Regions from separate parts of the Mus musculus genome. Here all the other regions are linked to region 4. A link is a contact called in public Hi-C and promoter capture Hi-C data. All regions are on one chromosome and are shown on one strand. The core of a region is the stretch at or near the end of the contact, and the rest is flanking DNA. Distances in the headings are between cores, read along the strand shown.

Region 1 (4,790 bases), core at 1,674-4,173, 1.5 Mb before region 4:
TGGACCTTCGGAAGAGCAGTCGGGTGCTCTTACCCACTGAAAGAAATTAACCAAAAAAAAGATACAAATTATTTTCTTAACCATCAGTCCTCAAAGTTTCTCCACATGGATGTTATAAGTGCTGCTGGAAAGGAATTTATACTAAAAACTAAATAGGTATTCAAACCGGGCTTTTTAAAAATTAGATTTATTTTACTGTATGTGTGAAAGTTTTGCCTGTATATTGATCTCATACACGCCCTCGGAGGTCAAGGGAGGTTGTCCAGTCACCTGGGACTGGAGTCATAAGCGGTTGTGAGGCTTGAAACAAGGTGCTTGGAACCCAGTCCTCTACAAGAGCAATGAGTACTCTGACCAGCTGAACAATCCCTGCAGCCCCACGTGTCAGGTTCTCAGAAAAACGCATGCCACACCCTAGCCATAACTCTCGGCCTCTGGAAGGGTGATGAGCCATGAAGATTACTTTACCTAGTAAGCACTGACACGTGCTCTTTTCTAAGCTGGACAAAGAGTACTTGCTGAAATCACTACAACTCCTCAAACTCAGTCCTACTATCTTTGGCAGGAAAAGGGAGTGGGACAGACGAAGGACTGAACTCAGGGCTTCCCGGCAGTAACCACACCCCACTGAGCTATAGCTTAGTCCCAGGCCCCAACGCTTTATTCAAAGAATAAGCTCCCTGGGGCCAAGTATGTTTGGAGTTACTAGATTCTTACAGAGGACACATATATCCTGTGATTAACAACCCACACTAAAAACATTAATATTTTCTAGCAAACAGAAATTTAGTATCACACTACATGAGGCATATAAAAAAACTAAATAACCTAAGGATAGATTAGGACAGATTGGCCATCAACCAAGTTACCAACATATTTACATTTGGGTTTTGTTGGTTTTGAGATAGGTTCTTGCTATTTAGCTCAGGCTGGCCTGGAATTTATTATATAACCCAGGTTTGCCTTAAGCTCAAGATGAGCCTCCTGCCTCAGCCTCCAGGATGCCAGAACTACAGGTGTGTATCACTATACCCAGCAAGAACTTACATTTTCTTCTTCTTTTTGAGTCAGGACACCCCAGCATATCAGCCATGTGTACCTCAAACTATAGAGATCCACCTCCCAAGTGCTGGAATTAAAGGCTTGTACCATAACATCCAGGAAGAATTTACATTCTCCACTTTTACATTTGGAAACTGCTAAAAGGAGACTAGATCATTCCAACAAACCAGTAGGTCTGTCTCTTGTATTTGGTATGCCTGGATATAAATACTACCTGTCGAGCTGATGAGATGGCTCAGCAGGTTAAGAGCACTGACTGCTCTACCGAGGGTTCTGAGTTCAAATCCCAGCAACCACATGGTGGCTCACAAACACCTGTGCCCTCTTCTGGTGCGTCTAAACTCAGCTACAATGTACTCATGTATAATAATAAATAAATCTTTGGGCCTGAGTGAGCAGAGGTCCTAAAAATTCAATTCCCAACAACCACATGAAGGCTCACAACCATCTGTACAGCTACAGTGTACTCACATACATAAAATACATAAATTAATCTTTTAAAAAAATACTACCTGTCAACTCTGGTCATTGCAAGAGACATTAATGTAAATATTTAACTTGGAAAGCTTCCATGAAGAGTGATCTCTGCAGAAATATGAATACCAACCGTCTATCCATCCAAATATTTCATTCAAAAATCTGACCACAAGTAAATAGAGGCACAGAATGTCACTAAAAGGCAAACTTTAGGGTCATCTCAGCCAAAGACCCTGACACCCGTCCATGACCTATCAATTCTGCCTGGCTTAACCCTGAAAATCAGCTCTTTACTTATTTCCCACGTTAACGGCTTTCTTACAGTGTATACAATTTCAAGCAGAGACTGTATGAACTATGGTTCTTTGTGTTCTTCTCTCAACAGCGATAACCCTTTAAGCCAGTGATCACGCATACTTTTCGAATTCCTAGCAACTAGCACGTAACACTGCTCTTTGCATTTTACGACTGAACATATGGGGCAAATGTCATACAGTTCAACAAACATTTACTGACCAGGAAATGTCAAACTGAACAAATAGGTGGAAGACGGTGACTGAGACGCAACAGGCCTGCGAGCTATCCCTTGGGGGTGGGCGCTGGCTTTCTAACCACCCATCCTCGGCTTTGTTGTAATCCCCCCACCAGGAAAGGAAAGTGGTCTTCCCAACTCGCCTTTACAACACCTATCGCCATCTCTATCCGGAAGGGCGGGGCGTTGGTCGCCCCAATCCAGGCCTTGCTAAGCCGCACCCGCCACAAGAACAGACTGCAAAGCTGGGCCAATAAAGAGAAGGGAGAGCATTCGCCACAGCCAGTCGGAGAGCACCGGGGCCAGACCGAGACACCGCCCACGCACGCGGGGAGGTGACCGTTGGGCCCAAACAGGCGGCGTCACCATCCAATCAATACGCTTCTAGACATTTCCGCGACCAATTAACAAGAACGCCTCCGATCCGGGCAAGCAGAGGGCGGGAATAGTTACAGGCATAGGCCGAGGCCAGGGTCGGGCCCACATTTTTCTGTCTGGTACCGAGAGGAGACAGAGTAGCTAGGCTAGGTTCGGGGGACCAGAAAGTTGGAACCCAAGCACGACGAGGCGTGGCCAACCGCGTCACGTTACTCAATCGACTCCCCTTAGAAACCCGCCATCCCTTCTCTGCCATTTCTCACCTTCCTTCGCGGCATTGCCGGCGGCTGCAGCCCGACGGTTCCGATTCGGGCGGCGGCAGCACCAGCAGGAACGGGGGCTCCGGCGGGCTCCGTGGCGGCCTCTGTAGCTGTCCCAAACCCTGCGGACGATCCCAAGTGCCTCCTACCTCTCAGCGTCTAGAGCCTTCTGCGCAAGCGCCGCGGGCTGGAAGCGCCTATTCCTTAACTTCCGGCTGAGGCTTGCGTCACCTGACCTTTAGGCCAGTGAGGATCATGGGAAGCTCGAAACTCTTAGTGAGGCCAGTCAGCGCCATTTTGGAATTGGGCAGGAGACGGCACCAGTGGTGAAACCTTCGGCTAGACCTTTTTAGTTAGGTAGGCGGCATTCGTGTGGGATTAGGTAGCCATGATTGTTTGGGGCAGAAGTCTGGCAGTTGAAGGTAACCGTTTTCATCTTTACATTGGGCAAACTCTTCCTTCCTCGTCGTTTTAATTTGTGGCGTGGAGGGAGGAAAACCCCAGAATCCATCAGGTTGTCGATCTTTAACTCTTTCATTTCCTAGTCGGCCGAAGGACGTTTCCGTTCATTCTGTAAACTCCGAACTGGCAAGAGATATTTTGCCCAAGGAACTGCTGTAAGAGCTATTCCGTGTTCCGGAGTGGTGTGAATGGGGCTTGAATAAAGGATTGACAGGGTCGTTGTCGGTCTTGAAGTGGGGTAGAGTGTTCTCTTTATGCCTTGTCCTTGCGTTAAGAGAACAAGAAGTAAGTTATGAGATGATGCAGAGCCATTCTCAGGATGCCGGAGCGCCAAAGAATTTCCAGTTTATCTCTGTTGTGAAACGCCCCCGGCTTATCAGTGCTCTGCTTTGGTTTGAGATCTTTGGGTGGCCCGGAGAGGGGCGGAGGACGTGGTTTGAATGTGAGGGTGCTGTACCAAAAGTCGGAGAAGTGTTGAACCTCATTCAGCCCGTGTGACCTCTGTAGCACAAATGCAAGAGCCAAGAACTGAGTGGAGAGAGAAATAGTATTTTGAAAGACACTAGAAAGGGAGTGGGTATTCAAGTAATAATAAAAGGCCATAAGAAGAAGAAATTAAGACTAGAAGAAAGAGCTATACGAAAAGTCTGGAACCAGGTGGGGGGGTGGGGGTGGGGGTGCATGCTTTTTGAAGCAGGCAGATCCAAATCATGAGCTTACGGCCAGCCTGGTCTACATGGCCAGTTCCAGGCTAGATCCTGTCTCGAAAAAGAAAAGTCTGGAAAGTGGTTTGTAGGCCTTGAAGTTTTAGCCTCAGAGGACTTGAAAGAACCAAGGTGAACCAAGAGTGACTTGCTGGAATCAAAGCAACCTCAGTAATTACCAAGATAGAATTCTGGTTCCAGATTTGTGTGTGTGTGTGTGTGTGAGCTGAGCACGCACTCATGACCAGGTGAGTGCTCAGAGGACAACTTTGGGGAATAGATTCCTAACTTCCACCTTTGTGGTGTCTCTGGGATCAAACTCGGGTCATCCAGCTTGCTGAAAGAGCAAGTGCTTTTATCCCCTGAACCCCCACAGGCCCCTATCAGAATTTCCATTTGAGGCTGGCTAACCTGGAGAGAGGCTTTAAGAACAGAATACAAACCTGATTGACATGCTAAACAGAGGACTCTTCGGAGTTAAAAAAATTCCAGACCCTTAGCCCACATTCCCTGGGGCTGGGGGTGGGGAATAGCTTAAGCCATTGTTGACGCCATTAGCATTCGGTATTTTGCTTTTAGTACTTAGTATAAATACCTTTTAACAATCTTTGTGAGTTGATTTGCACATAAAAACTTGCTTGAAAAGGGCTCAGATATTTTCCTTTGTATTATTTTAGCTCTCTCGTGTTTAATCCATTCTATCACTGTTCTTTTCACGTAAGGATATGTTCCTGGGGCTACTCTGGAATGTTCTAACTCCCTAACTAGTGCTAACAGCCTCTTATATTTGAATAATATCCTTTTAAGTTGGCTTGTGGTGACACACATCTGTACTCCCAGTCCTTGAATCAAAAGCTTGATTCAGTTTAAGGTTTTCAGCTACATGGTTCTAGGTCAGCCTAGACCGGATTCATC
Region 2 (4,686 bases), core at 1,661-4,160, 1.4 Mb before region 4:
CCCTTTCTGCACATCCTATATGTACAGAATTGTATGATGTGTTTAATCTTTTGTGTCTGGCTTTTTTACTTGGCATGTTTCTCATCCATACCCATAGTGTAAGAGCATGTGTCAGTAGTCCGCTCCTTTTTTTTTTTTTTTTATTAGCAATGCTATTCCATATAAATTCTTTTAGAAGTTGCCAGGTGACACTCAGGAAGCAGAGGCAGGTGGATCTCTGAGTTTGAGGCCAAACTAGTCCAGAGTGAATTCCAGTACAACCAGGGATATACAGAGAAACTCGATCTTGAAAAACAAACAAACATGGCTGGAGAGATGACTCAACAGTTAAGAGCACTGACTGCTCTTCCTGAGGTCATGAGTTCAACTCCCAGGAACCACATGGTGACTCACAACCATCTGCAATGCAATCTGATGACCTCTTCTGGTGTGTCTGAAGACAGCTACAGTGTACACATATACATAAAATAAGTAAATACATTTGAAATTTTTTTCTTAAAAAAAAGAAAAACAAACAAACAAAAATTCTCTTAAAAGTTATTTGTGGGGCTGGAGAGATGGCTCAGCGGGTAAGAGCACTGACTGCTCTTCTGAAGGTCCTGAGTTCAATTCCCAGCAACCACATGGTGGCTCACAGCCATCTGTAATGGGATCTGATGCACTCTTCTGGTGTGTCTGAAGACAGTGTACTCACATATATAAAATAAATAAATCTTTTAAAAAAAAGTTATTTGTGTTTGGAGGCAACACTGAACAAAAACTTGGTCTCTTTGCCCTGCCTCTAACTTAACCTGTCTAGCTGGGTGGCCTTAGGCAAGTCCTTCCTTTGGGTGTCTCCATCTGTAACACGAGGGGCCTGTAACATCTCTTCCAATAATTTTTTTCAGGTATAATACACAAAAGAAAACAACTTTACTTTTCTCTTTTGTTTGTTTATTGAGACGGGGTCTCTTTGTGTAGCCCTGGCTGTCCTGGAGCTTGTTTTGCAGACCAGGTTGGCCTCGAACTCACAGTGATCCTCCTGCCTCTGCCTCACCTCTGCTAGAATGAAAGGCATGCACCACCATTCCCAGCTTGTTTATCTTTTTAATTGAGTATTATATCATAGTGTCTCCTTAATGATGTTTGTCTTTTTGTGGTACTGGGGATTAAACCATGGTTGCACGTATATTAGGCAAGTGTTCTGCCATTGAGCTGTATTCTCACTCCTCTTTTTCTTTATTTCTTGAGATAAGACTTCACTAAGTTGCCCAAGCTTTCTGGAAACTCACCCTGTAGCCCAGACACAGGGAGAAATGAGAAAGCTCTGACAAAGGAGACAGAATGTATGGGCCACAGCAAGGCACAAAATATGTCAGAGACTACAAAAGGTCAAAATCCAGGCCAGCTGGTTATCGTGGGAGTAAGGGAAGGGTTACAGGGAGAGAGAAGCTACCAGAATGGGCAAAGGTGCTAAGGGATAGGACCCCCCCTTCTGTTCCCATAACCTCATTCATTTCCTTGTCCCTCCTTCTCAATCCCTCTCAGGCTGCCCTGCTCCTTTAGCTCTGACCCCATTTCCTCAGGATTTAGTTCCCTGAGGAGCCAGGCCTGACATTTCAGACAGAGGCTGAGGAAAGGAGGTAGGTCAGAAAGAGACACTGTGTGTGTTTGCGTCATCTTATATTCTGCTTAATTATTTTGGAACTAGGGGGCCAAAGATAAGATGTAAGCATGAAGACATTTACCAGGAAGTAAAGAGTTAGAAGACCATCGCGCTGTCTCCAGTCTCTGCTGAACAATTGCTTCTGCTTCTTATATTTTGGATGGTAGAAAGTTGGAATCCTCATATTCGGGAGCCTTCAGAACTGAAGTTCCTGTTGCCTCTGGCAACTGTATCCTTTGTTGATTCAATGGCCACTAGGGTAAGGCCTTCCTGCTGACTCTGACCTGTCAATTCTCTCAGAGCCTTTTATCCTAGGCAATCCCTCAGGGTCTTTTAAGGCGCCTGTACTTTATAGTCTGCTTGAGGAGTGGCTATCCTGACTCCTGCCTGAGGAGAAATAATTCCAATTCCTTAAGTCTCTGCAGCAGCCATGGACATCCCAAGAGCATTCTGAGGTCAAGGGCCTTCCCTATTTGCTGTTAGGACCCCTTAAACACCAGGTGTGGCAGTACACACCTTCAATCCTAGCACTTGAGACTAAGGTGGGAGAAGACAGATCTTCAGGAGCTAGCTTGCACTGCATAGAGAGTTTCATGCCATCCAGGTTTCTGTAGTGAAAGTGTCTCAAAAACCTTAAACAATTGAGTGCAAAATACATGAAAGACTATTAATATACATACTTGCTATATGTAATCCTCCACTCTTGATGCTTTTGTGTACCTGCCTCTGGCCAACGCCATCGTTGTTGTTGCTGTTGCTGTTGCTGTTGTTGTTGTTCTTCCTCCCTCCCTCTTTCTTTCTTTCTTTCTTTCTTTCTTTTTTCTTTTTTTTCTTTCTTTTCTTTCTTTCTTTCTTTCTTTCTTTCTTTCCTCCCTCCCTCCCTCCCTCCCTTCTTCCTTCCTTCCTTCCTTCCTTCCTTTCTTTCTTTCTTTCTTTCTTTCTTTCTTTCTTTCTTTCTCTCTCTCTCTCTCTCTCTCTCTCTCTCTCTCTCTCTCTTTCTTTCTTTCTTTCTTCCTTTCTTTCTTTCTCTCTCTCTCAGGGTCTTATGTATCCTAGAACAGCCAAAGGATGACCCTAAACTATTAATCTTCCTTCCTGTACATGTGCAGTTGCAAGGATCACAGGCATGTTTGTATAACCATGCTCAGTTTTATATAGTACAAGGGATGGAACCCAGGGCTTCATGCAATCGAAACAAGCACTTTATCAACTGAGCTACATCTTAACCAGAGTCTCTGAAAGCAGAAACCAGGTCATGACTTCCTATTGCAATAGCATCTGTACTGTACCACTTCCGTTTATAAGCTTCAGAGCTTGCTAGGCTGTGAACTGCAGGGTAGGAACAGCATCGTTTTTATTTTTAACATTTTGTGTGTGTGTGCTATGACATGTGTGCCATGACATGCTTGTGGAGGTACAGAAGATGGACGACTGTGGAAGTCAGTTTTCTTCTTCCCTTGTGTGGGTTCCAGGGATCAAACTCAGGCTGTCAGGCTTGATAGTGTTTACTGGGCCAACTCCCTGGTCCTAGGAACACCATCTTGGAACATTTTTGCTAAATTCCATAAGCTCAGAGTCTGACACATAGTACTCACTTCAACTAATCTGTGAGGAGTAAATTATTGGCTATGGTGTCTATAAGGATAATGATGAAAACAATAACAAGCAAGAAAGTGCTTTGTAATGGGAACATCTCCTCCCTTAGCGTCACACAGCCTCTCCAGAGCCTTGACTGCGGACTCTTTCATTAGTGGAAGCAGACAGGGGCCAGTGTTCAGATGAGGTCCTTATCCTGCTATCACGCCCGTGCTAGGGGAAGCTATCGGGCACAGAGAAGTGAACAAGAGAGAGCTGCTTGGGCATGATACCCAGCAGAGGACAGGAGCTGCATACATGCTTGCCGCCTATGCCTTGAGTTAGGGTCAACTTCAGTGTCCTTTGCCAGCAACTTATCAGGAAAGACCATAACGTTCTGGATTTGGAAGATTCAATTCTTCATTTGTACCGCCTTTAGTGACTTTCCACCGCCTAGGTCCTCAGTACTGCTACCCTGGCTTTGGGGAAACATTTAAAACTTGTTTCTAGCCGGGCGTGGTGGCGCACGCCTTTAATCCCAGCACTCGGGAGGCAGAGGCAGGCGGATTTCTGAGTTCGAGGCCAGCCTGGTCTACAAAGTGAGCTCCAGGACAGCCAGGGCTATACAGAGAAACCCTGTCTCGAAAAATCAAAAAAAAAAAAAAAAAAAACTTGTTTCTATCTATCTAACCCCTCTTTCCAAGGCAAAATTACATCTGTAAAACAGTGTGTCAATTCATCCTTACAATAAGTCTGGAAGGTTGATGGGTCAGGGTGATTCTTAAACAAAGAGAAAAGCTATTTGCCTAATGTGTTTCAAAATCCCTCAGTCCAAGGCTTTTTATCAGTAACACACACTTAAAATGCTCACCCAATAAAAACCACTCCTTATTGCATGAGACTATCTAAGGATCTATATACACGTGAGGGGTCCTAAAATAGTATACATTATCAGAGGAATATGCAAGAGACCACATAGTTCACCCTCTCCCTCTCAGGCGATCCTAGTGGTCTGGTCAGGAAGTTGAGTGTTAGTTGGGAAAGTATTTGAAGCTGGAAGTCCTGTGTCTGCCAAAGGATCTTGGGCAAGCAGTTGAGCCACTGTGACCTAACCTCCTGTAGAGGTTCACTAAGACAATCATATTTGCATTTTGTACATTCCATGGCTATAGTGAGAGTTAGATAACACGATGATGTGTAAGCTGCAAAGCACTAGACAGATGTTGGCACACCAGCCAGATACATGTCATTGTAGAAAAAAGTTCATGAAACGTTTTATAAGCATAGAGATCAAGCAAGGCTCAGATCTGGAGTCAGCCTCCAGGGTAACCCCGAGCATGGGGCTTCTTTCCAAAGACTCAGTAAAGAGGGCATAGTAGCCACCTCTCACTTTCAGTCATAATGGATGAATGAAATAGTATGCAAAGTACTTGATATGTATCTGGCATGCAGGAAGGGATTCATTG
Region 3 (4,580 bases), core at 444-2,943, 1.0 Mb after region 4:
TGCTCAGTCCCCTTCCTTGTTCCGCTCAGCAGAGAACTGTAATGGGAACTGGGAGGGAATGCATGTGAATATTCCCCTGGGGTCCTGGGATGACACAACCAGATTCCATGTTTAAAATATCACAGCCACACCCTGACACGGGCAGCATGCCTCTGTCTGTCTCTTTTTCCTTTTTTTGGGCAAAACCTAGCTGAGGGGCCGCCCTTGCTTCCCTGTTCACACTTAGAGATTTCTTCCAGACCAGATACCTTAAAGCAGCTAGATACCTGTCCCCTGTTGAGGATTTGAAACTTGATAGCGTTGTGGTAATAATATTCTGGTGATCCTCAAAGAGCGGTCCTTGCGTCCTTGAATGATTTACCTGACAAATCCGCCAAAGAGCTAACTGCCAAGGCCTTCCTCAGCATCTACACAATCGGAAACTGGGGACGTTTTAATGAGCCCCCCCCTCCCCCAGGTCACTCTAGAGCACGCACAAGTTGTGAAAACCACTGCATTCATTTATATTACTTGGCTTTGGGGTCTTGTTCTTTTGCAGTGAAGGGAGCTGACGAGTGCTCCTCCCGGTTTCACGGTCTCGGAGCGCTTTTACTCGGTCCACGTCACCAAGTCACAATGAAACGTGAGGATATAGAATAATAAGGATCATAGAATGAAACGAAAAAGGGAAAGGAAAGCTTAGGTTGGAGAAGGGCTATGTCCGCAAGTTTCCCTTTTTTGATTGACCCTTGACCCTCAACGGACACACACCGTCAACCTGGGGAGTGACCTTGGCTTCCGAACCCAAAGTGTGGAACAATCCAATTCAAATTCACAAGCATACCATGGGCAGAAATCTCCAGGACTCTGGCGCCAATCAAATAAAGTCGTGCAACTTCTGCTTGGTACGAGGCAAAACGAAGGCTTTTCTGCTCAGATTTAAAAGGAGGAGTGGCCTTTATCTTTTTACCTGTTTTAATGACCCAGGGTCGAATCAAGATCATACTTGTATTGAAACGTATTTTTATTGTCATTGAAGAGAGGAAAAGACTCTGAGGGGGCACCCGGATTTGAACCAGGGACCTCTTGATCTGCAGTCAAATGCTCTACCACTGAGCTATACCCCCGCACCGACGCGCAGCTTGAAGCAATCTCTTTTCAGTCTTAAGATGCTGTCGCAGCTGCTACACAGGTAGAATAGGGGCAAGAGAAAAGAATGGAAGAGCAAAGGCGGCCAAGCTGAAAGCAGAGGATGCCTGAATCCGAAGAATCCATGGGAAAGCTGCAGCGCAGAGGGGCGGGGAGGGTGAACGTACGGAGGTGCTGAGTCCAAAGGGAAAGGGACAGGTACCTATGTGGGAGAGGATGTGGGCGGGAAGGGAACTAGCTGGGGGGCGGGGCGGGGCAAGGGGTGGTTTCCCCGCAGGTTGATGCTGGGGACCCACGGGTTTAAGGAAAGTCCCCCAGTCTAGAGAATCTGTACTATCCCCACCATCGTCGGGTGCGTGGGGTTGCCCCCTCTCATGGGAAATCGGGCTCTGCCACACTCGCGTCTGTTTCTCCAGCGCGGGAAGGGCCATGGCCCGGGCCCGTCCTCGGTCGCGGAGCCCAGGGGCACGTGCACCCCGAGAGCTCAGGGGCTCCTGCACTCCCGTCCCGCAGTCCTCCCTGGAACCCGCCCCCACGCAGCCCCACGTCGCCCGGGGAGCGCGCCTGGTCGCGCGCGCCTCTTTCCGCGCCCGAGGCGCGTCCCCGCCCTAGCCAGTGCAGCCCCTCCTCCCCACTGTGTTTATTAGGGGAAGGAGGGCGGAGGCGGAGGCCAGTTCCCCAGTTCCAGTCGCCGTCGCCTGCACAGTTGCAGCCGCCGCCTCCCACCAGCTCGCCCAAGGAAAAGGGAACGCGCGCGAATACGGGCGTCCCCGCCCCAGTCTTTCCCCGGAACCATGAACCCTAACTGTGCCCGGTGCGGCAAGATCGTGTACCCCACGGAGAAGGTGAACTGTCTGGATAAGGTGAGCTCGGGTACCGGGCGCTGCGAGCTAGCCAGTGCTAGTGCAGCTCTCCATCAGGGGAGGAAAGAGGGGCCGGGTCTTTGCGGGCTCTTCCCTGCGCTCCCCAGAGCAGGTAAGGAAGGCGGGAGGCGACTTGGGGTGTGGGGACAGACCCCAGTCTGGAACCTGGGAGGTCCAAGGCGAGGTGGTGAGCAGCCACCGCTGGAGATGGGTGGCCTCTGTGCATCGAGGTTAGGAGGGCTGGAAGGAAGGGCGGAAGAGCACCAGGGAACCGGGTTCCCCGGGTGTGTGCAGGAGGTTAGAGGTGCAGTCCCGCCCCCCGGGCCGGGAGTGAGAGGGGAGACGGCCGCTCCCTTTCCCCGCGGCGGCCAGCGCCAAGTAGGCGGAAGCGCGGGGCGCTGGGGGGAGGGGGCGGCGGGGGCGGGGCGGAGGCTGGGGCCGGCGCTACCCGCCCGGCTTGGGCTGCCGGTAGCCTGGCTTCCTGGCTTGGAAGCTGCGTCGGGTCCTTCGTCCAGCGAGTGTCAATTGTGGTGAAAGGGATTTAGGGGCAGCGCCGGAATCTCACTGCGAGACCCCCTCTTTTTGAACGACCTGCTGGTCCCCTCCTTGCTTTTTTTGTGGTTGGGGAACCCGCAGACCTCCTTCATAGCTTCCCCAACCCCCAATTCAAATTGCAAGCCACTCCGGGTGATCGGCTGCCCAGTCGGAGCTGGGCGGGGTAGGGAGTGGGGAGGACGCTTCTTGGAGATCTGAAATTGTGCTCAGCCTGGAGACCAGCTTAGAGAACAAAGAGCTAACTTTTCAGAGCTGTTTTCTCCGATGGAGGGTGGGATTGGCCGAGTTCTGAGGAAGCAGACGAAAAGGAGTTTTTTAAGAGGAGGGGGGTAGCCTTCTGGAAATCAGCTGGCCCCTAGGGGCTCTTACGCATCCCCCGGCCCAGGCTGGACCCGATCATCTGTTTGCCATTACACTTTTGCAAGGGGGACTGAAGGGTAGATCTGGGTGTTTCCGGTACAGTTTGAGATGGGACCCTTCTGCCTTGTTCTGAACCCCATAAAGTCTAAGACAACCCGTTTCTTCTCTTGTGACCCCCTCTGCAGGGAAGCCTTTTGGCTCCTCATAGATACGTTGTACCTGGCTCTCCAAGCTGGATCTCATTCTCCACGTTTATGGCTGAACTGGACAGAAGCAGGCGCCTCAATGAGGCGATCTAGTTTTGTTGGAAAAGGATACTTTGTTTCTCCGGGCTAGGGTTAGTTCCTTCTTAGGAACCTTTGGACATCCCCCGCACACCCTCCCGGTCCCGGTCAGGAGGTAGGGACTTGTAGTTTTGAAACATTTGAACTTTTTCTTGAGGAAAGAGATGTGGGGCTTGGCTAGGTACCAGGATAGGAGGAGCTTAAGGGAAGGTGATGGCCTGCCCAGTCACTGTACCGGCCTCTGGACTTGTGCTTGGCACTCCTAGATGAAGACACCCCACCCCCAAAAAAGAAACCCTGTCCTTACATGAGGGTCTTTGTCGTCCCTGGGACCAGATATTTTGAGCCCTGCATTTGCGGCATTCTGGGCCAGCAAATGGGCTCCCCTTTTGGTCCCCAGTAATGAATGGTGAGGGGCAATGGATGATGGAAGGATTTGCTAGCTTGGGGGTTGGGAAACTTGATCTTAGTCCCAGGTCTGTGCCCATCAACTTTATGAATGGTTCTGGGCCTCAGTATTCCCTGTCTGTCACCAGATGGGTATGGATGATGTCATTGCCTTAGGAGGTGGACAGTGCAGGGAGTGTGGTCAAGACTGGCCATTTCTCTCTTTTCTGTCCCGCATCCAACCACTCCCCTTGTAAAGACCTTCAGTGCTGTGTGTCACAGGGAAGGGGGTGGGGATTTTATGTGATAACTTGTCCTTGCTAGAAGAGGATATTCAGGTCGGGGTTGCCCTGGGAAGAGGGAGTGGGTGATTTCTTCCTGGTTTTAGAACTCCCCCTAGCGGAAGTGGCCCTGGAGAGCCATCTGCCTTTCACACCCCTCCCCCACCCAGACTGGAAAATCCAGGTATTCTGTCTCTTCAGTCCGTGGCCTGCAGGCAGTAGGAAGCTAGAGTTGGAACTCTGGAGAATGCTGGGCAGAGACCTGGGTGTGGGCAAAGTTCAATCTCATAGGCATGGTTGCTACCCAACTTTCCAAGGCTTCTCTACAGTCAGGGAGAATCCACTTAGACTGGCTTGATTTACTGCGGTCCCCGATGATGGCATGCAGCCTGCTGAAGCTGGAGCGTAAGCTGTTCTTAATGCTCAGTCTTTTCTCCTCCTTGAGCCTTATCTCTCAAAGGCATTAGTGGGTAAACCTTGTCACCAATGAAGGCCAGTCTGTCCCCAACCCATCGAACCAGGGTGCTCTGCCTGCTGGATAAATATGCAGTGTTTGAGGAAGGAGGGTGAGGTTTGTTTCCCTAGAGGGTTTCTGGGATTAGAGCAGGAAAGAGAAACAGGGTGACCTTATTCATTTGACAAATATTTATTGAACACTTACTTTGTATCTAGTGACCTACACTGTTGAGAATCTTGCCACATCTTTCTCTTTCTCCCTCAGC
Region 4 (4,440 bases), core at 243-2,742:
TTCTTAAGTGGTTTTGTTGTTGTTGTTGTTGTTTGGTTTGGTTTGTGTTTGTAGTACAACAGAAAAGATGACAAGAAAGAAAGGCATCTATCCACTTAGGGGAGATCACACCACTCTGCCTGGAAAAGTCTGTGAAACTCAAGACTCTAGTTCAGTAACTGTTCATCAGACGTTTGGTATAAAGAGTTTGCTAGGGGCCTGCAGCACCCCCATGTGGAAGTTTTTCTCCTTTGTTTTGGAGCTAATGTCATAGAGAAACAAATAAACTGTCTTTTAAGACATTCCAAGTCTCCTGGGTCTCTGTAGGCTCAAGGCTAAGCGTAAAAGGCACTAAGAAGGTTCTGGTGGTCAATTTCCCCTAAGACACTGAGACTGCAAAAAGCAGACTCCGTTTCCAACAACCACTGCTCTTCATCACTGTCCTTCCCAACGACACCACTCTCAGTCGTTATTCCTGGAGAAACAGCAAGTTCTTAACTTCACCTCCATGACCCGTCCAAAGAGGTGGATCTGTGCATCCATTAAGGAAGGGCAGAGTCAAGTAACCTCGAAAGGTGAGGAAACTTACTCCATGCTAACTACATTCCCGGGGCCTTTTCCATCCCATCTGAAGCGCTCACTGCTTCCCTCGGCAGTACCAGCACCCATAGTCCCGGGAAAGAGCCAAGGGGTTTGGTGTGTACAAAGTTTGACGCATTGTAAAGCTCACAGCTGCTAATTCAGGGGAGCAATTCAAAGCTTTCTCATTTTCTCCGCCTCTTAAAACTACTTCAAGGGACACGTAAAAAACACATCAGGCTGTAAAAAAGATTGCACCAAGGAGTCTCCCGCCCCTCCTTACTCGTTCTTGAGCCTTTGGTGTCAACAGACAGCAATTCTAAAACCTCGCCTTCCTAAATACCCACAGGTGTTCGAGGAAGCTCTTCCGCCTGACAGAAAACCTGTCCCGTCCATCAAGCAGCTGTTCTCATTTTTCAGTCGGTAACCCACTCCTTTCACCTGCAAGTAACAAAGGAAGAGCATAGTTTCCAGTATCTGCGAAAAATATCTGCCATTCCCTTCCACTGCCGGCCACTTGGGTAGACATCCCTAATTCTGACTCCGGCCACTCCTTTCCATTCTTTAGCAAACTCAGATGGAAACCAGCCCAACGGTCCTTCTCTTTTCCCGGCTAAATCGGGACGGAAAGACGATTTTCAAGGTATATTGAAAAGCCAGGCTTCCTTTCTTCTTGGGTCCCAGCAAGCCCTCACTTTCATACCAGGCAGTAAGGCAGCCCCCTCCCTAGTGTGTCAACCGAGGCCATCACTCAAATGCCACCACCACGGCTCAAGCCAGCATCCCATTCCCAAGCAGCACCTACGAGCCGCGGCCACGCCCACGCCCCCTCACCTGAGAGCAGCAGCAGCAGCTCTCCACAGCGACACCACCAGCACCGCACCATATAGTCCGATACCGGCTTCTCCTTCCGGGTGAGTCGCCGGTGCCCCGGTGCACGACGGGAGGCGGCTCCCGACGGGCCAATCCTGAGTGTCCCGGACGCCCCACCCCTGAAGACCAGGGCTCTCAGTGGCGATCGCTGGTCAGAGGAGGCTCTCCATCCCGCCCAGGCCTAAGCTGAAATCCGCATCTTTCCGGAAATCGCTAGGGGGCGCGGGAGGCGGAGCGCAAAGACCGAGACCCCGCAAAGTCCACTCCGGTGCCGTGTCCCGCCCACCGCCATTAGGCGGGCCAATCAGCGCTCAGGGAACGTGTTTGAAGGCCGACGAAAGCATCTTAGGAGCCTAAACGTCTTCAGGGTGTTAAAGAGCAGTAAGTGTGGGAGGTTTCTCGCGTTCCTGAAGCCTTACTAAGATCTAAGATCTCGAAAGTCTGGGTTTGAACCTCAGAGGTTGCAGTTCCCCATCTAAACTGTCAAGGGCACTGCCAGTTTGATTTGGAAAACCCACAGATTATCCCAACAGCAGACGAGAAAGTTGACAACAGTTGTCAAGCCCAAAGAAGGATCATACAGTTAGTAAGCAAGAAAAAGCCGGTGAAAATGCTTACTATAGAAATATCTAAAGTCCGGGCTGGAGAGACGGCTCAGGGGGTAAGAGCACCCGACTGCTCTTCGGAAGGTCCTGAGTTCAAATCCCAGCAACCACGTGGTGGCTCACAACCATCTGTAATGAGATCTGATGCCCTGTTCTGGAGTGTCTGAGGACAGCTACAGTGTACTTACATGTAATAAATAAATACATCTTTTTTAAAAAGACAAAAAAAAATATCTTAAAGTCCTCTTAAGCCAATGGAAGTGGCTCACGCCCAGAATCCTAACACTTGGCCATTAAAGACATATAGTGAGCTCTAGGATACGGAGTAAGGCTGTTGGAAAACACAAACGAAAAGCCTCCTTGATCTGTTAAAAAGTTAATTTTAGGGCTGGTGAGATGGCTCAGTTGGTAAGAGCACCCGACTGCTCTTCCAAAGGTCTGAAGTTCAAATCCCAGCAACCACATGGTGGCTCACAACCATCTGTAATGAGATCTGACTCCCTCTTCTGGAGTGTTTGAAGACAGCTACAGTGTACTTACATATAATAAAAATAAATAAGTCTTTAAAAAAAAAGTTAATTTTACCTCTGTAACCCCAGCACTTGGAAGTAGAGGCAGGAACTGAAGGCCAACGCCAACTATATAGTGAGTTTCAGGCTAGCTTGGGCTACCTAAGACCCTGCCTCAAAAACAGCAAGACAGGAGTTGGCAAAATGGCTTCAGAAGATGAGTTCAGGACCCCCAAATTCACACAGTTCACACATTCCTGCAACTCCCACTTCAATGGATCCGAGGCATACACACATCAAAAATAAATATTTTTATTTTTTGTAGCTGTTTTGCCTATAAATAGGTTGTGTACCATGTGTCTACCTGAAACCCTACGAGGCCAGATGAGGGCCTTAGATCTCCTGGCACTGGAGTTAGAAGTAGTTGGAACCATTGTGTGGGTGTTGGGAACTGAACCCTGCACCTATACAAGAACAGAAAGTACTCTCAACCTCAAAGTCATTTCTCTAATCCTAACTCCCCTTAAAAACAGATGGGCTCTTATAAAAGTGTGGGTCAGATGAAAACCCAGTACTACACTGACTTGAACTGCTCCTAAATGTTTGTAGAGCCAGTGCAAAACACAATGGTAGTTACCAATCCAGGTGGATATTATTTATGTAATTCAAAACAGAATTTCTCAGGCCTTTGGTCTCAGGATCCTTTTACACAAACTTTTAAAATCATAGGGACATTTAATAGCTTTTGCTAATGTAGAAATCACTGACTTAGAAATAAAAATTGAGAGATTGAGGCAGGAGAGCCAGCACATCAGGTAAGAGCACTTGTTCTTGCAGGGGACCTGGGTTCAGTTCCCAGAACCCACATGATGGCACTCATCCAGCATTCTGACACCCTTATGGGCCCTACACTCATGAGGGGCACTTAACATACAACAAGACACTCATAGGCATAAAACTAGACACTACAGAGAAGCAAATAGATACAGTTAAAGAATTACAAAATAGGGGCTGGAGAGATGGTTCAGCAGGTAAGAGCACTGACTGAAGAGCACTGAAGTTCAAATCCCAGCAACCACATGATGGCTCACAAACCACCTGTAATGAGACCTGACACCCTCTTTTGGTGTGACTGAAGTCAGCTACAGTGTATTTATGTATAATAATAAATAAATCTTTTTAAAAAAAAAGAATTACAAAATAAAAATGAAAATAATAAAGGACTGCCTATTAACATTTTATAATCTATATTTTCAAAGACAAAAAAAGCAAGAACAGTTCTGTGTTACGAATTTGTAAGTCTTTAGTATTTGGCTTAGAAGGAGACAGCTGGATTCTTATTTGCTCTTTCATTTCTCTTTCATGCTCTTGTTTTGGTAGATGAAGAATAACAAATGTTATTGGGGGGGGTTGGCTTTCTCCAGCAACTGGGAATATTCCTTTGCTATAACAAAACATATCAAATAGTGCTCCCCCTCTCTGTCTCTGTCTCTGCTTTCATTTTGAGATGAAGTCTCATTATCCAACCTGGGTGGCCCAGAACTAACTATGTAGACCAAGATTACCTCCATTGGAAAATACACAATCCTGGTTCTACAGGTGCACCATCACGCTCAGCTGACAAATGCTGATTTCTTTGTAAAGGTGTGTGTGTGCACCAGAGAGTGTGCGTGTGCGTGTGTGTGCGCGCACTCGTGATCGAGCACAGGTGTGTATGTACTACTTGTGTGTGCAGGTACCTATGGAGGACAGAAGGGAATTTTTGAGGGATTGATAGGTCGCTATGTATTGTAATGCTAAATTCTATACCGGAAAGTCGAGACCTACAATGACTAGGTGAGTTAAACAAGCTTTTGTTGTGCAAACTTTGTTCCTTGATTTCAAACTATTGGTTA
Region 5 (4,328 bases), core at 672-3,171, 1.1 Mb before region 4:
GAACTCACTCTGTAGACCAGGCTGGCCTCGAACTCAGAAATCTACCTGCCTCTGCCTCCCAAGTGCTAGGATTAAAGGCGTGCGCCACCACTGCCTGGCAATAATTAAAAAAAAAAAAAAAGCCCACCAAGCACTGTTGAAATGGAAAGCTGAATTAATAGAAGACTGTGATTACTAGAGGCCATCAGGTGTGTTGGCCTATGGATGGAGCATTAGAACACTTGAAAGGTCACCTCAAGATTTGGCCATCACCCTGTATGACCTGTCCAAGCATGGGGTGGAGGAATAGATCAGATGTCCAATAAGACATTCTGAGTCCATCAGACCCAAGCTCATTCTCACATTGAATTTGATTATTATACATGCTTATTTTCTCTTCTTCTGCTTGAAGATCTCTCTACCTGTTGCAATGTGATATAGATTTTAGTCTTTACTGAAAGTGCTCGCTATTGAAAAACATGGCCCTAAGTTCCACAACTCTGGTTCCTGGCTTCTGGAGTCTAAGTACAATAAAACCCAAACACCTGTTTTTGGAAGGGGCCAAAGACAGAGTCAGCTCTTTATAAAGCTTCAAGCTCCTAACTTTGTCCCAGACTCAGGTCATTTTATTCCCTCGAAGGTTTGGGTGAGTGGGTTATGGCCGGCTGTTCTGGGAGAAAAAGTTAGCTGCATCTATATGGAAATTGTTTCTATGATGTGGGGGTCAGCTTTTGTGGAAGAACATTAATATCCTATGTTCTTAATGTTAGAAGAAGAGGGCTGGAGAGATGGCTCAGAAGTTAAAAGCTCTTCTTACTCTTACAGCGGACCTGGGTTCAATTCCTAGCCGCCCCCCCCCCCCCCGTCCTACAAGCCACTCATAACCCCAGTTCCAGGGGAATCCATCAAATGTCACAGGTGCACATGCACACATCCAGGTAAAACATTCATACACACAATGTAAAAGAAAGAAAGAAAGAAAGAAAGAAAGAAAGAAAAAATGTAGTAGAGCCCAACAATAAAAACCAACAATGTTAGGAGCTCCATTCAAGCTGTAGAGACCTTCAGAAGTTTGGTTTCTGGTGGGGAAGGGTTATCCTGATCTTAGGGATGTCATCTTGGGTCTTTTTCATGGAGACTTCACTTGCCAAGTCATTTCCTCTCCCTGTACACTAAGCACTTTCAATTACAGACACTCTCTTTTGGCTCTGAGCTTGGATAAATGCTACCTTGTTAGCTAATAGTACCATTAATTATATTAATGATTAATAGCTAATTAGTCATAATGTGGTCATGCTTCTTCCAATGGAGCCTTCCTTTCTTGCAACAGTTCTGGGACTCTAGCGCACGCGCGCACACACACAGACCACACAGACACACGCACGCACGCACACACTTCCCTATTTCTGGCCACAGGATGAGCCCAGCAGTCCATCCTGTTTGCTTACCATACTGGCGGTCTCTAAATCCCCCTAGTTGTAATCAACTATCCCATTTGTCTGGTGGATGGCTACTTCTTACAAGTGTCGCCCCTTCTATTTCTGTCACTCACTGACTGCTCTCTACTAACAAGGTGGCCAGCAATTAGGGTTTTTTTCTTTTTGAACCGTATTCCATAAGTCAAAGATATCTACTTCCAAATCTCACTCTGACCCACTTTTCCACTTTCTCCCCCCTTTGCACTTTTACGTTTTCTTATTTCTTAGGATCTCAAACCCCCTGCCCACAGATACTTCGTCTTCTGCCTTCAGGCTTCCTTTTGAAAACCACGCCCCCACCCCCTTAAGCGTCGCGCATGCGCAGCCCACGACTTTACCTGGGCGCTCGGGAGTGGGCGGAGTGGGCAAGGGCCGGGGGTGGAGCAGGCAGCCGGCGGTTATCTGCTCGGCTGAGCGCTCACATTGTGGCAGGAGGGAGAAAAGGTGCGCCCAGGCCGAGCCGAGGGCCGCGCATGCGCGCCGACCCCCATAGCCGGGGATGGGGTGTGTAGGGGGGGGAGGTGTCGGGATCCCGACCGCGCGGGGGGGAGGGGGGGGCGCGTGCAGGGGCGTGCGCGCGCGCGCGCTCCCGCCGGCCTCCCTGCCCCCTTCGCGCACGACATCCCTACAGCACACCCCCTCCCCCGCCGCCCGCCCCGCGCGCCGCCCGCTCCGCGGCCCCGCTCGGCCTCGCGCGCTCGGAAGGGAGTCGCGAGACGTCGGAGCGGCGGCCACGTAGCGCTGCGGCGGCGGCGGCGGCGGCGGCCGAGGCCGGGTCTGAGGATCGGCCCAGAGCGCAGACGTTGGGCAGGGGGAGGGGCCGGCACGGCGGGCGGTGGGGACTGGAGCGACGCGGCGCGGCGCGGCGACAGGCCCCCGCCGCGGGGATGGGCCGCCGAAGCGGCGGTGGTGGCGGTGGCGGCGGCGGCGGCGGCCCGGGTGAGTAGGAGCCCCTTCCCCGCGCTCTCGCCTCCCGCCGCGGCGGCGCCCTGGCAGCCGCGTTTCCTCTGCGCCCGGCCGGGCTGGCGGAGCCGGAGGAGCCTGCGCCGAGGCAGCTGCGTGCGCTAGGCCGGAGCAGCCCCCATCCGGCGGGCAGGCCCCGGGCGCTGCGCGTCTGCCGCTCTCAGCTTGGCCCGGGGTGCCGGCTCCGTACCCCCGCCCCCTCTCCCCAGCTTAGCTGCAGTTTTGCAGCGAGTGGGTTCGCCTCGAGGCCTGACGGGGTGGCCGGGGTGCACGGGTTAGTAGGCTGAGGAGAGCATTCTCTTGCCCTGCAGCTGGTGGCTTGCACCCACTACCTCCCCCGCCGTGCGGTTGCGCCCAAACCTCCAGCCCTCGAGAGTATTGTGGCACCAGGAGATAACACGCATGTGATGTACACTCGCCACCCGCAGCACCACACTCAGCCCAGTGGGCGATGCAGACCTTTCTCCACCCTCACTTCGTCCACCCCTCCAATCAGGCTTTACTAAAGAGTCCCAGGTCGGAGACACCAAAGAGAGGGATACCCCTGTTACATCTCTATGAAACATGTTCGTTGTCGAGGGATGACTATTGTAGAAATGATAGATGTCTCTGCTTTGCCTCGAAGTCAGTCTTTAGGATTTAAGATCCTGTATGCTCCTCTTTGAAGCGGGCCGGTCTTTGATTACATCTAGCTCATCCCTCCCCCAACAACAACATCAGGAACACGCGCGAGCACACACACACACACACACACACACACACACACATATATGCACACGCACACTCGCACACTTCCTGATTGCGGAACGGCCCCTGTCATTGCGGATCCATTGTCAGAAGTGGCTTGTGCCAATCAAAGGAATGTGCCTTTGGAGGAAGATGTTTTTTTCACAACCAAGCTACAGGATGTCAATCAGTCTTTGGTTCCCCTCCTGGATCTTACCCATGTTTAAGCACCTTCATGGTGTTTCCCTTAATGGCTTTTCCAGCGCGCTCTCAGTATCACCTGAACGACGTTCTCCCCCGACCTCTCCCACCTCCAGTTAATTAGATATCTACTGCACACAGTAATTTCATCGGTTTTGTTGTTGTTGTTGCTGTTGTTGCTGCTGCTGTTGCGGCGATGTTTAACATAACAAGGCATAGCCTGCATAAGTAGTGTAGTCTTTTGGGATGAAGGTCTATGTACTTTTTTTCCAAACGATGGTCGGGGCCCTGTTGTTCTGAGAAAGGCAAGGAGCAGTACATGCTTTGTTGACAGCATGTATGTTTGCTTAGGAAAGGAAATCTGCTCGGATGTGGCAGGTGATGTTCCCCGGTGGGGCTGGTCTGTGGTGGGGTATGTGGCCTTAAGTCAACGGCTTGCTTATTTGAATCACCACTGTGCACATGTGTTCACATAGATACTGTCTTTAGTATAAAAGATTCACAGCAAAATTAAACTCTTCTTTAGGGCTGTGGAAGTCTTAGGGCCCTTTGCAGTGAAATACATACATGGTTTTGTATGCAACTACACAATCATCTCGAAGCTGGTCCCGGGACCTCAAGTTAAGATCTGTGTTATGCAAAAGTGAAAGCAGTTTGAGTTTGTGTTTTGTTTCTCTTAGGCATTAGACCTACTATGGCCCTGGAATAAAGAGCATGGGAGCTTGCATAGGAATCATTGTAGGTTTTTGTTTTTTTTTTTTAATTAAAAACTGTCTTTAGATTTTATTTTATGTATATGCATGCTTTATCTGTGTGTATGTGCACCATGTGTATGCCTGGTGCCTACAGAGATTAAAAAAAAAAGGTGGTAGGACCCCTGGAACTAGAGTTAAGGATAGTTGTGAGGCGCTATGTTGGTGCTTGGAATAGAACTTGAGTTCTCTCTGTAAGAGCAACAAGTGCTCTTAACTACAGAGCCAT
Region 6 (4,372 bases), core at 1,630-4,129, 1.8 Mb before region 4:
AATGCTGGTTCGGTTCTCCGACCCCAGCAAACTCACTTGCCACCACTCCCTAGTTTTCTTGAGCTCTCTAGACGATGTCTTTAGGTCTGTTTTTCACGAGGTCTTTAGAGTAGCCAGGGATGGGCTGCACACAGGGAAAGCAACTCCCCTTCCCTGAAAACCGAGCAATCTGCAAGACCCCAGAGGTCTCAAAGTACCAGGAGGACCAAAGATTCCCTAGGAGATAAGTTGTCAGAGCATTGTCCTCACGGTCAAAGAGAATGTTCTTTGGCCCTCCTGAGCTGGCTTGAGAGGCCTCATATAGTCCTAGCTGCCCCCTTAGCTAGCTCTCAGTTCCAGGAATCAGTTTTGGTGAGTCGCAGAAGTGAATTGTAATGAGACTTCTGCAGTACACAACACAGCCATTTCTTGTACAGATCCTTGGGAGGCAAATATGTTCAGTAGCTTGGGGTGGGGTTGGGGGGTGATTCTCATCTTTCCTTCTGTGATAAGCAAAAGGCCCCGTCTCCAGGCTCTTTGGTCACTTTGGTTAGCCCCTGATAATATCAGATATGAGTGAGTTCTCTATATATGAATGCCACTAAGCCCCTGGGGGAGCCACTCCCTAGCAGCTAGTTCCATTGCAGAGCTTGTTCCTGTCAGGCCAAATAATAGCTTCCTGTTAATCTACCCTCAAAACCGGTTCTGCACCTCGGAGGCCATGCAGGACCTGTCCAGCTCTGACACCTACTTTCAGGTCATCAGAAAACTAGCAATGGTGGTGGCCTCTCAGTGTGTCTCCTCTCTTCAGATCATCCTTGGAACATTGGGAGGCTGGGGAATCCAGGTAGATCCAGGGGTGGCTGAATCCCATGAAAGCAGCTTCCCCAAACATGAAGACTCAGGTCACCAGGTCACCATGCCTAGGTGAGAGGTCGCTGCTCAGGAGTCCTCGCCAAGAAACGAAGCAGCTGGCGCCTCCTGGGTGGGGAAACAAATGAGGGTCTGTAGGAGCCATGCCTACCTCATGGAGGGGACCTTTCCTAGATGTTCCAAGGAATGCTTGAATGGTAGCTCGTGTTTAAATATTGAGTATGTTGTATGGCTGACCATCTTGTGTGTGTCTTTTCTGGGAGTTTCTCAGGCCTGAGCTGTGTCTTACCCATGAAATATGTCCATTTGGGGGTCTGTCAAATGGTGTGGGTAGATTGTGGTCATATTAATTCCATCAACCAAAGTAAATACTCCATTACCATCATCTACTGAGGTTAGATTTGCCTTAACCCAGGCATGTGCTGTAGAGGAGGAGTTCAGGTAGGGTTCCCCCCATATCTCAGCACCTTAGGCCTGACTAGGAGAAACATTCCATTCAAGCATTGAAAGACACACACACACACACACACACACACACACACACACCCTATAATGGCCCTAGAGCCACAGTGCTTAACCTGTGGGCTGAGACCCCGCTTCCCAGGGATCATCTAAGACCATCTGAAAACATATTTACATTATGATTCACAACTAGCAAAATTATAGTTATGAAATAGCAACAAAAATATGGTTTATGGTTGCAGCATCAGGAAGATTGAGGACCACTGCCCTAGAGAGTGTCTATCTGCACAGGTGGTCGGTCACCAGAGACATCATCTCCTCCGTGTGAACCTACAGCCTAGCCAGACTTTCTGCAGGTTCTACATCTATCCAGAGGTCCGCAAGCTCTGGGATGCCCTGAGACCCACTGATGCTGTTCCTACTCACAGTTATCAGGAACTCCTGGCTCAACATGCTGCTGCCCACGGGCCCTTGGCAGTGTCCCATTCCCACAAGCCATCAGGAGTACTCTATCTCTCCAGACTCTACTACGCTAAGTCCTGGGCTCTCTCCAAGGTTGCCACCTACTCCTAAACAAGTCATTTCCTTTTTGTGAGTGTGTGGTCTGTGTACCTTAGAGGACAAGAGAAACCCCTAACTTAGAGGTTTATTGGGAGGGTGAAGTTAAAGAATCTGAGAAGTACCTGACATACCCCGAGCCTTGCTCCTCGGTAGCTAGCTGATGATCACACCCACCACCTCTGACCTGCCACCATCTCTGGCTCACCAAGTCCAAGTCTGAGCTCATCCACTCCACGTCCCACCCCTAGCATCAGAATTGCCAGGCCCCCAGCCAAGACCCACAGCCAACCTAGACTCCTCCTTCTCTCTCAGTTCTTTGTCTAGCCGGCTCCAAATCCTGTCTGTGTCTTCAATTCTATAGCCAGAATAGCTCTCAGCCTGATCTTTAATCTTCATGCCCACTGCTGTCATCATTCAACAATCCCTTGAGGCCAGCGCCCAGACTTCCGGTTGCCCTCTACAGTCCGTTCTCCACTGGGGTGCCCAAAGAATCTTTCTAAAATCTATGTTGGAACTCCTTCCTCCTCGGTTAACCTTTTATTGGGGGGCGGGGCAGGAAGTAATAGAATGAAGTATCAACCCTCCCACCTCAATTTTCTCTACTGGTCCATCCACCCTGCAATGCCCAGGAGTAAGTCTCCCATAGCTTGGCCAGCAGGAGTAGCCACACTTCTCTAGGAATCTTCCCTGTGTCCTTCTCCAGTGCCTCGGGTGCACGCCCCCTCCAGAACTTAAAGAGTCTTTCCCGCTCCTGGGCCCACAGTTCTCAGGCTTGGGAAGTCCCATTTGGCTGAATCAAGACTACACCGGACCACGTCTGTTCTGTTCAACGGCGGTCCCCTTCTGCTTCAGCGCCCCAGGCTGGCCGCTCGCCCGGCAAATGCTTGTTGAATAAGAGAATCAGAAGCCCTCACAGACCCTGCAGAGGAGATGGAAAGCCCCGTGCGTCCTAAGGCGGGACCGCCTCCCTGGTCGCTTCCCTGCCATTCGCGCGCAGACTCCCTAGCGCTGAGACTCCCGCGGTCCGAGAAGTAGCGGCAATTGGGATCCCGGGGCCGGCCGCGGGCACCCGCCGCCTCCTCCCCTCGGTCCTAGCTGCTTCCGCCCCGCCCGCCCTCCTCTTCCCTCCTTCCCTACCGTTCTTTGTCTCCCGGGCGCTCGGCCTCCCCATAAGCGTATCGCCCCCCCCGCCCCCCCCGTCGCCTTATCCCGGGCGACCCCCCACGGACCTAGCCACTGCGACGCTACACAAATCGGCCGGTGGCGCGAGGGTTCGCGACCCCCGGGGTTTGGCGGGGGCGGGGCGGGAGGTGGCGTTCAGGTTCTCTCTCTCTCTCTCTCTCTCTCTCTCTCTCTCTCTCTCTCACACACACACACACACACACACACACACACATACACGTACACGCACGCACACACGGAGCATCCTCCCGTCAGGTTTCCCCGTCCAGCCCCGCCCGCGCCTCCTGCTTCCCGCAGACCTTCTCCCTGCATCCCTACACACCTCGCCTCTCCATTCTTTCCGGGACTCTCCCCGCCGATCCCCCACAACACCCTGGAATGGAGCGACTCCAGCCAGCCCGGAGCCCCCCGCGACCGGGGTGAAAGTCCTTCGCCCCTCTCCTGCCCGGCAGTCGCCCCGAACACCATGGGCCTGAGGGGTTCCCGGGGCGCCGGACGCTGAAAATGACGGATGCTGGAGGTGAGGGGCCGGGTCCCCTAGGGTGGAAGGGGAAGCGTGGCTAGCGACTACTGGACTCAAGGTGGGACCCTCAGTAGGGCTAAATGGATTTAAGCCACAAGGGCCTTTCTTTCTCTATCCCTAGGGAGACCTCACTGGAGGGGGGAGCTGGGCTGTCGGGAGGGAGCAGAAATAGGGTTTGTGTCCCTAATCCCATTTCTCCCGCCTGAGGAAATTAATAAGAGAGAGAGGAGAGAAAGGGAGAGAGAGAGAGAGAGAGAGAGACAGAGAGAGAGAGAGAGAGAGAGAGAAGAGAAGAGAAGAGAAGAGAAGAGAAGAGAAGAGAAGAGAAGAGAAGAGAAGAGAAGAGAAGAGAAGAGAAGAGAAGAGAAGAGAAGAGAAGAGAAGAGGAGAGGAAAGAATGAAGAGAAAAAGAAATAAGAAAAACTGGTGTGGGGGCAGGGGGAGAGGCCTTAACTCCTTCCTATCTGGCAGTTAGACCTATGGGTTGAAGAAACTGTTCTATCCTCTGAGATTGGGGAGAGGGGATTCTATGATAGGTGTAGGTGCACTGTCCATTAACCCCATTTTCTAGGACGCTTGGAAGAGCTGTCAAACTCCTGCGGACAGCTCCAAGCCTGGGGCTGGCTGAAGACTGGGGGCCTGGGAGGGGCTCGGCTCCTTAGCTGCTCTACAACTGCCTCCCCCATCTCCAGCCTGCATGTCAACCACTTCTGGGACTTGTCGGCTCTGTGTGTGTGTGTGTGTGTGTGTGTGTGTGTGTGTGTGTGTGTCTGTGTGTCTGTGTGTGTGTGT

Evidence for each region. Promoter capture Hi-C pulls out the DNA fragments that hold promoters and counts their contacts. A called contact is a pair of places that touch in the nucleus more often than the background predicts. Capture Hi-C pulls out chosen DNA fragments and counts their contacts.
Region 1: a contact with region 4 is called in a promoter capture Hi-C map of liver, with 6 times the contacts expected there. The contact joins the promoter of Kat7 here to the promoter of Snx11 in region 4. A contact is called at or near these places in 3 of 39 promoter capture datasets (hippocampal neurons and liver) and 1 of 484 Hi-C or Micro-C datasets (B cells).
Region 2: a contact with region 4 is called in a Hi-C map of B cells, with 5 read pairs. The contact joins the enhancer-like site here to the promoter of Snx11 in region 4. A contact is called at or near these places in 3 of 39 promoter capture datasets (hippocampal neurons and liver) and 1 of 484 Hi-C or Micro-C datasets (B cells).
Region 3: a contact with region 4 is called in a promoter capture Hi-C map of neutrophils, with 2.9 times the contacts expected there. The contact joins the promoter of Lasp1 here to the promoter of Snx11 in region 4. A contact is called at or near these places in 2 of 39 promoter capture datasets (erythroid cells and neutrophils).
Region 5: a contact with region 4 is called in a promoter capture Hi-C map of the C10 cell line, with 2.6 times the contacts expected there. The contact joins the promoter of Zfp652os here to the promoter of Snx11 in region 4. A contact is called at or near these places in 6 of 39 promoter capture datasets (the C10 cell line, cranial neural crest, hippocampal neurons and 2 more) and 1 of 115 datasets of contacts at active chromatin or transcription factors (astrocytes).
Region 6: a promoter capture Hi-C map of liver shows a contact between it and region 4, with 2.5 times the contacts expected there. The contact joins the promoter of Samd14 here to the promoter of Snx11 in region 4. A contact is called at or near these places in 1 of 39 promoter capture datasets (hippocampal neurons) and 1 of 9 other capture datasets (liver).

Annotation. Positions count from the first base shown.
Region 1 is chr11:95,307,323-95,312,112 of GRCm38.p6, forward strand. It overlaps Kat7 (K(lysine) acetyltransferase 7), which reads right to left and starts at 2,924. Exons shown (of 15, transcript NM_001195003.1): 1 at 2,713-2,924. The coding sequence starts at 2,727. It overlaps Gm11520 (predicted gene 11520), which reads left to right and starts at 3,094. Exons shown (of 3, transcript NR_155298.1): 1 at 3,094-3,131.
Region 2 is chr11:95,330,496-95,335,181 of GRCm38.p6, forward strand. No RefSeq gene overlaps it. Among named protein-coding and RNA genes, the nearest start is that of Fam117a, 4.2 kb to the right of the region's middle. Within about 2 kb of position 2,911, at least 51 of the 459 cell types and tissues checked have an H3K27ac peak or open chromatin away from gene starts, as enhancers often do. A contact at or near this core is called in B cells, where this site is marked.
Region 3 is chr11:97,797,872-97,802,451 of GRCm38.p6, forward strand. It overlaps Lasp1 (LIM and SH3 protein 1), which reads left to right and starts at 1,694. Exons shown (of 7, transcript NM_010688.5): 1 at 1,694-1,991. The coding sequence starts at 1,923. It overlaps n-TCgca51 (a tRNA gene), which reads right to left and starts at 1,106; the gene lies at 1,035-1,106.
Region 4 is chr11:96,776,063-96,780,502 of GRCm38.p6, forward strand. It overlaps Snx11 (sorting nexin 11), which reads right to left and starts at 1,493. Exons shown (of 8, transcript NM_001163389.1): 1 at 1,393-1,493; 2 at 906-999.
Region 5 is chr11:95,710,833-95,715,160 of GRCm38.p6, forward strand. Zfp652os (zinc finger protein 652, opposite strand) reads right to left here and starts at 1,922. Exons shown (of 2, transcript NR_045780.1): 1 at 1,796-1,922.
Region 6 is chr11:95,007,000-95,011,371 of GRCm38.p6, forward strand. It overlaps Samd14 (sterile alpha motif domain containing 14), which reads left to right and starts at 2,880. Exons shown (of 10, transcript NM_146025.2): 1 at 2,880-3,577. Gm51875 (a long non-coding RNA gene) reads right to left here and starts at 2,335. Exons shown (of 2, transcript XR_003949594.1): 1 at 2,165-2,335; 2 at 1-960.